Linked DNA regions of Mus musculus: region 2 is linked to region 1. Evidence: chromatin contacts called from public Hi-C data. All regions are on one chromosome and are shown on one strand. The core of a region is the stretch at or near the end of the contact, and the rest is flanking DNA. Distances in the headings are between cores, read along the strand shown.

Region 1 (3,267 bases), core at 754-3,253:
AACCATTGCATTATACATGTCAAGAGCACATTACCAATGAGCCCCAGCCCCAGGTCCACACACCACACCTCTTCCACAATCTCCTTTTCCATCTTCAAGCATTATTAGAAAAAGCCGGATGTTGTACACTACTTAGAGAGTCCCTTAGTACACTGGTGCCTAGAAACTACAAAGATTCTGGGAGTTGAAAACGTAAGAGAGACACTGTCACAGGCACTGAGGGCTGGCAGGCTGTAGGTATCCTTGCATTAGGAAAGGATTTGTGTGGTCGTAAACAACTCACACGAAACACACAAACAGGAGTCAAGGGGGCTGGAGAGGGGAGGAGAGTCATGGAACCTTTGTTTTAACTAAGCAAGGAGAAGATGGGGCTGGCTTCTTGGGCTCCCTCACCTCCGAGAGTTGGAATCCCTGGAGTGATTTTGGAAAACCACTGTAGAGAGTCAGGTGTTTAGAGGGCCAGAAAAGGACTTGTATACAGAACAGGAAGACTTCATTCCTTCCGTACTCTTCTGAGATTATTACAAAACAATTTAAAGTTTTGCATTTACCAATTGTATACTTTCTTTCAAAAGTCATAATAAGAGTCCTTCAAATGTTTTAATTTTGTGACACCTTTGTATTTTCACAGTTCTCTAAGTTTAAACACTTCAAATTGAAAAATCAGGAGAAGCTTTACCCAAAAGTAGAGGAATTCTTTTGTGAGTAATATTCTGACTGAATAGCCCAAGCCACCGCCCACCCCACACACCCCAATCTCCATGGATCTAAATGCAAGGCCTCAGACTGGTTCCGCCAGGTTCATTGGAGGCCACTTGTTAAAAACAAAGATTTCATATTGTAGGGCTGGTGATGTAGCTCAGTGATAGAGCTCTTGCCTAGCGTGCACTAGGTCAATGTTTGATCTCAGTATTGCAAAACCCGAAAGAAACAAAGAGACAAAACGACTTCTTGATTCTGACACACTGAATTAGAACCTTCAGGGTAGGGCCTAGGTATTTTAGTACATTCTCAGCACAAGAGAATAGTTTCTAAAAGTAGATGTAGACTATACTCCGACTCCTGACAAGGACACTGGAAAGGTGGAATGGTGCTAGAATGTGGGAAATGAATAAATAGCATCGTGTAGAGCTTGTTCTCTGAAGTTCTGGAGACCAGAGTGTGATTAGTGGGAATCCACTGACAGTAACACAAATATTGTGTGTAAAAATTTACTCTGAGTGTCTGGTCATTCACTAGCTCTGTGACTTGAACAAAATATTTAATAATTCCTCAGTAGCTTATTTTCTTTTTCTCTAATATAGAGATTTTTTGGATTTGATTCCTCAGCACTGCAAAGGCAAATCAATAACAATAGCAGCAGCAGCAGCAGCAACAACAAAGATCATTATTGCTGTTCCTTTAGCATACAAAGGAGCTATCTGGTCTCTACTGTGAATTTTTTTTTTTAATGGTCAGTTCTATTTAGTAAGGAGGGGGAAAGAAAAGCCTAAGAATATTATATAAATGTATATGCTGGGGGAAGAAGGGCTTCTTTCATTTCTTTGGAAGGAGATTTTCTTTTCTTTCTTGGATATTTTCTTTACTTACATTTCAAATGTTATCCCCTTTCCCGGTTCCCCTCCCCTCCCCCGCCCCCGGAAACCCCTTATCCCATCCTACCCCACCCCCCACCCCACTTCTATGAGGGTGTTCCTCCACCCGCCCACCCACCCACTCCCACCTCCCCACCTTCAGTTTCTCTACACTGGGGCATCTATCGAGCCTTCATAGGACCAAGGACCTCTCCTCCTATTGATGCATGACAAGGCCATCCTCTGCAACGTGTGCAGCTGGAGCCATGTGTACTCCTTGGTTGATGGCTTAGTCCCTGGGAGCTCTGGGGAAACTGGTTGGTTGATATTGTTGTTCTGGAAGAAGATTTTCAAGTGACAGTCTCAGTTTTCATTTCTGCAGTGCTCGCTGGTCAAAAGAGCTGTGATAGAGCAGACACAGTAGATGGCGCTGTAGGCTTATTTTTAAAAGAAGCTAGTGTAGGGGTAGGGGTGGAAGGAGAGATTAACGTGCATTGTGATAAGCCCCGCCCCTAGGACTTTGTATCCATGTAAGTGCCTTTAAGAAGTAAATTTTGGGGGGTAGAGCTAGAGTATAACTTCAGTAAAAATCAATGTCTTAGCTGCTCTATTTGTGTGAGTTTTGTCACTTGGAAATTATTACTTGTGCTTCAAGCTATAAAATGTAAAGGAGTTATTTTCTTTTAAGACATTTTCTTATGTATGAGGGTTCCCCCCTAATTGTCTTTGTATTTTAATATTTCCATTTCTTCCTAGTTTTTTCTGGCCCTTTTTTGTTATCTAATAAAAATATGGTTATGAAGTTAAATTGAATGACATCAATTATAATGTAGTCACATTTTTAAATTCAAGTTTTCACATTAAATACACATTCAAGTAGCATGGGTCACATTAAGGATAATTTAGTTTTAAATTTTATTTTATTTTATTATGTGAATGGGTGTTTTTCCTGCTTGTATGTGTATGCATTGTGTGTATGTTTGGTACCTGTGGAGGCCAGAGGAGGGTGCCAGATCCCTGGAACTAGAGTTACAGTGCGGGTCTGGGAATCAAATCCTAGATCCCCTAGAAGAGCAACCAGTGCTCTCAGTGACTGAGTCATCTTTCCAGCTCATATGTGTGTGTGTACATATGTGTGTATATGTATGTACGTGTGTGTTTGTGATCTTCTATGTTTTATGTGGTAGAACTTGTTTAATCTTTGTAATAACTATGAGAACTGTTATCCCCCTTTCTCGATAAATTGTCTCAGATGCTTAGTAGATTGCTAAGTTCTCATACTGAGTCTGAACTGCAGCTACTGTAGGAATTTCATCTGTGGATTGAAGTTACAGATTTTGAGCACATACTGTGTGCCAGGCATGCTGTATGCCAGGCAAACAACAGCGGTCAAAACTAACATGGGTGTTACCATTAAAGACCTTAAAATTATTAAATGTTCAACAGAGTTTTTTGGATGCCCGATGCCTTGATGTCGGTAAAAAGAAAACCCCAGGGAAATGGTCAGTAAAGTGCTTGCTGTGTAGTCCTAAGGATCCTAATGATACCTGCAGCACTCACAGGACAAGGTGGGTGTAGTAACCTGCGATCATAATCTCAGCTCGGGGGAGACTGAGACAGGGAAGTTCATGGGCATTGCTGGCCAGCTAGCCTAGCCACATTTATTAGGTCTGGGCCAAATGAGAGACCTTTG
Region 2 (3,469 bases), core at 439-2,938, 350 kb after region 1:
TGGATTGTATCTCAACTGTAGAGCACTTGCCTAGTATATTCAGGGCCCTTTGTTCCAAACTGGGGGATGGGAGGACTGAGGAGAAGTTCAGGAAGTGAATTCATAGGCTGATTATTGCCTTAGCCTCGGAGATGTCTGCAGTACTTTGGGGATGGTATAGTGAAGAGGGTAAAGAGGTCTGGGCATTTGAGAGTCATTTCCCTGCAGGGGACTACTGATCCATGAGAAGAGATAAAGTAAATAGCAACTGAACTCCTGACAGAATTAGTTAATGGAGGAGCCCCAGGTCTCTGGGGCCTGTACTTAAATAGTATATAAATACTATATAAAGCTCCTGTGAGGATAATACAGTGCACACACACACACACACACACACACACACACACACACACACACACACTCGTGCATTCGTGCATGTGCATGTTCCTCCCCTATCACCATTTCCACAAAACAAACTAAATAAATAAATAAATAAATAAATAAATAAATAAATAAATAAAGCTAAAGCAGTGCAGAACTTTCCTGACCATGAGATTACAAAAAGCAATATTAGGAACATGAACTATATCATAATCTCAAAAAGGAGAAAAAAAGGGGGGGGGGGAGCTATGGTTTTTACTGCTTATGGTGTTATACGTAGATGATGTCCTATTATAAGAATTTACATATCACTTAAGTCTGAGTCCAGCCTGGCCTGCATAGAAAGCTCCTGCTTTAGATAAAATGGAAAAAGAAGAGACTAGCTCACCACGTGTGCTTCTGGCTCTTAAACAAGGATTCTGGTAAAATGAACTTTTTTTTTTTAGATGTAAGTAATTACATTTAAAGATGTAAGTAATTTTATTATATGTAAGTACACTGTAGCTGTCTTCAGACACTCCAGAAGAGGGCATCAGATCTTGTTATGGATGGTTGTGAGCCACCATGTGGTTGCTGGGATTTGAACTCAGGACCTTCGGAAGAGCAGTCGGTGCTCTTAGCCTCTGAGCCATCTCTCCAGCCCCTAAATGAACTCTTGTGACTAAGATGGGACCACAATGGGCTTAGTGAAGAGCTTGTTGTCTGTGTTTTCCCTCCTTCCTCCCCTTTCAGGTACCCCTGCCCCTGTCCTTTCTTCCCTCTCCCTTCTCCCTTGTCCTCTATCTCCTGTCTTTGTCTCTTATTCTCTGCCCTTTGTCCCTCTGGGGCAAATAAATCTCCTTTGTGCTGAGAACTTAGTCTTCGGGATCCTTAGCCAATACCAATGTCTCACACAGAAGACCTAAGTCAGACCCATGTAGACTCCCTTGTTGGCAGTTCCATCTTTGTGAACACCTATGAACTTCTGTAGGTTTTCTTGTGGTGTCCTTGACCCCTCTGGCTCCAATACCACCACCCCCCCCATATTCTATAGGATTCCCCAAGCTCCGTCTAATGTTGGGTGTGGGTCTCTGCATCTGTTTCCATCAGTTGCTGACTGAAGTCTCTCTGATGACAACTGGGCAAATGTGATTTTTATATTCCTGAATTAGTTACATTTCTCATTGCTATGACAAAGTATCTGACCAAAAGCAACTTAAGAGAGGAAGAAATTATTTGGGACTTTTCATTAGGGGTCCAGTCCATCATAAAACAAAACTCATGGCAGTAGGAATGACTCATGACTGTGTCAGCAGGAGCATTAGACTGCAGGCTCATGACTTAGTGGGCCAGGAAGCAGACAGAAAGAGACCAGGGTTGGAAGTAGAGCTCACCATAACACAGCCCAACTCCCAGTGACCTACTTCCTCCAGCAAAGACTGATATCCTAAAGGTTCCATAACTTACAAAAGCAGCATCCCCATCAGGGACCAAGTGCTCAAAGACAAAGTAAGTCTCTAAGGGGGTTTCATATCCAAACCGTAACTTTCCACCTCTGGCCCCATACACTCTGGCCCGTGGCTATCTATCTCATAATGCAAAATGGATTCAGTCTAACCACAAAGATCTCCAACATCTTTCAGTAGCAACACTATTTAAATGTGTGAAGTCTCTTCTGAGACTGGAGACCATCTCTTAACTGAACTCCTGTTTATTTCCAACATGAAATGATACAGAGTAAAATAAACCTCCCCATTTCAAAGGAAGGAATTCGGGCATAGCAAGGGAAGAGCTGACCAAAGCAAGATTCAGCAGGGAAAACATTAAATCTTTCAGTTCCATGCCCAGTGTCTAGTGCTCATAGTGGATTCCTCTGGCCTTCAACAGGCCTGGGTAGCACCGCTCCTACAGTGTCTGAAGTACACTTTACCTCTCTTCGGCTGCTTCCTCAGGGTATCTATAGCTTTCCTAAGAGGACATTGCACTTCTCGGCATCTTCAGTGTTGTGGGGTGCCTTCACTGCCACTTGAGCTTCACCTGCACAGCCCACTCAGGGGATCCACACAGTGAACCCAACCCTGCCTGGCTTCAGAAGCTATCTGGAACCTCCTTGGCATAAACCTGCACAAGCTGTAACCCTTTTGTGTTGTATTTCTTCAAATCCAGAACTTGGTAGATATAGTCGTCTGGCCCCATTCACCACAGGTACAGCAACATCCATGTACCCGGGAGGCTGGACCTGGGAGAGAATTAGTTTGAGCAGCCTTCGTTGAAGCAGCTTATTGCTAATGTGTCACTGTGTTCAGACACCTTTCTCTCACTTGTCGGTGATCTCATTTTAAATAAAGGTTTTTCAATTATATTTGTATTGTGGACACCCTGGACCTTCTGGTGAGTGGAGTCTTCTGGGGTTCTGCACTCATGGCACCATTCCAGTAGTTCCAGAGCATAGAGTATAGTTTATGTCCCTCCTCTTCCTCCTCCTCCTCCTCCTCCTCCTCCTCCTCCACTGTGTGTGTGTGTCTCTCTCTCTTGTTTTTGTTTTTGTTTTGTTGAAGTGTCTGTGGCGGCCTGTGCTGTGTGAGTGCACATGCACGCCCAGAGCAGCAGACAGCGCCTGCTGTTGTTCCTCTGGGACAGTCTGCCTTGACTCTTGGTTTGCTTTGCTTTATTTTGACAGGGGGTCTCTCTCTGGCCTAGAGCTCATCAAGTGACTTAGACTGGCTGGCCAGTTAGCTCCGGGGATCTACCTGTTTCTGCGTCTTCAGGGTGGGGATTTATAAGAGTGTGCCATCAGGTCTGGCTTTGCTTTTTTAAATGAGGATTCTGAGGAAGAAAATTGTGCCTTTTACCTGCAAGCCAAACACTTCAGTGGTGGCCCCAGGCCCCTTTAGGTTTCTTCTTTATTGCAGTTTTCTCTTAAATGACTTTAGGAGCTCTTCCCACACCTGCCCTACCTGCGGTTTTAACTGAGTTCAGTCTTTTCCTCACCAAACCACACATTGATCTCAACTTGGTCTCTGCTTCTTGCTTTGTATTCTTACTGTAAACCCGACTTAAAGATGGGAACTGTAGCCATGCCATAGCCACAATGTGGCACCATATTAAAATGTCTCCTACCAAACAAGTT

The links. Hi-C and Micro-C count contacts between places; a contact is called where the count stands out from the background.
Region 2: a contact with region 1 is called in a Hi-C map of bone marrow-derived macrophages, with 14 read pairs. The contact joins two enhancer-like sites. A contact is called at or near these places in 1 of 15 datasets of contacts at CTCF or cohesin (large pre-B cells), 2 of 484 Hi-C or Micro-C datasets (bone marrow-derived macrophages and nephron progenitors) and 2 of 115 datasets of contacts at active chromatin or transcription factors (astrocytes and fibro-adipogenic progenitors).

What each region holds. Positions count from the first base shown.
Region 1 is chr12:79,357,003-79,360,269 of GRCm38.p6, forward strand. All of the region lies in intron 7 of Rad51b (RAD51 paralog B), which reads left to right. Among named protein-coding and RNA genes, the nearest start is that of Rad51b, 61 kb to the left of the region's middle. Within about 2 kb of position 2,004, at least 27 of the 459 cell types and tissues checked have an H3K27ac peak or open chromatin away from gene starts, as enhancers often do. A contact at or near this core is called in bone marrow-derived macrophages, where this site is marked.
Region 2 is chr12:79,709,568-79,713,036 of GRCm38.p6, forward strand. All of the region lies in intron 8 of Rad51b (RAD51 paralog B), which reads left to right. Among named protein-coding and RNA genes, the nearest start is that of Gm36048, 88 kb to the right of the region's middle. Within about 2 kb of position 1,689, at least 5 of the 459 cell types and tissues checked have an H3K27ac peak or open chromatin away from gene starts, as enhancers often do. A contact at or near this core is called in bone marrow-derived macrophages, where this site is marked.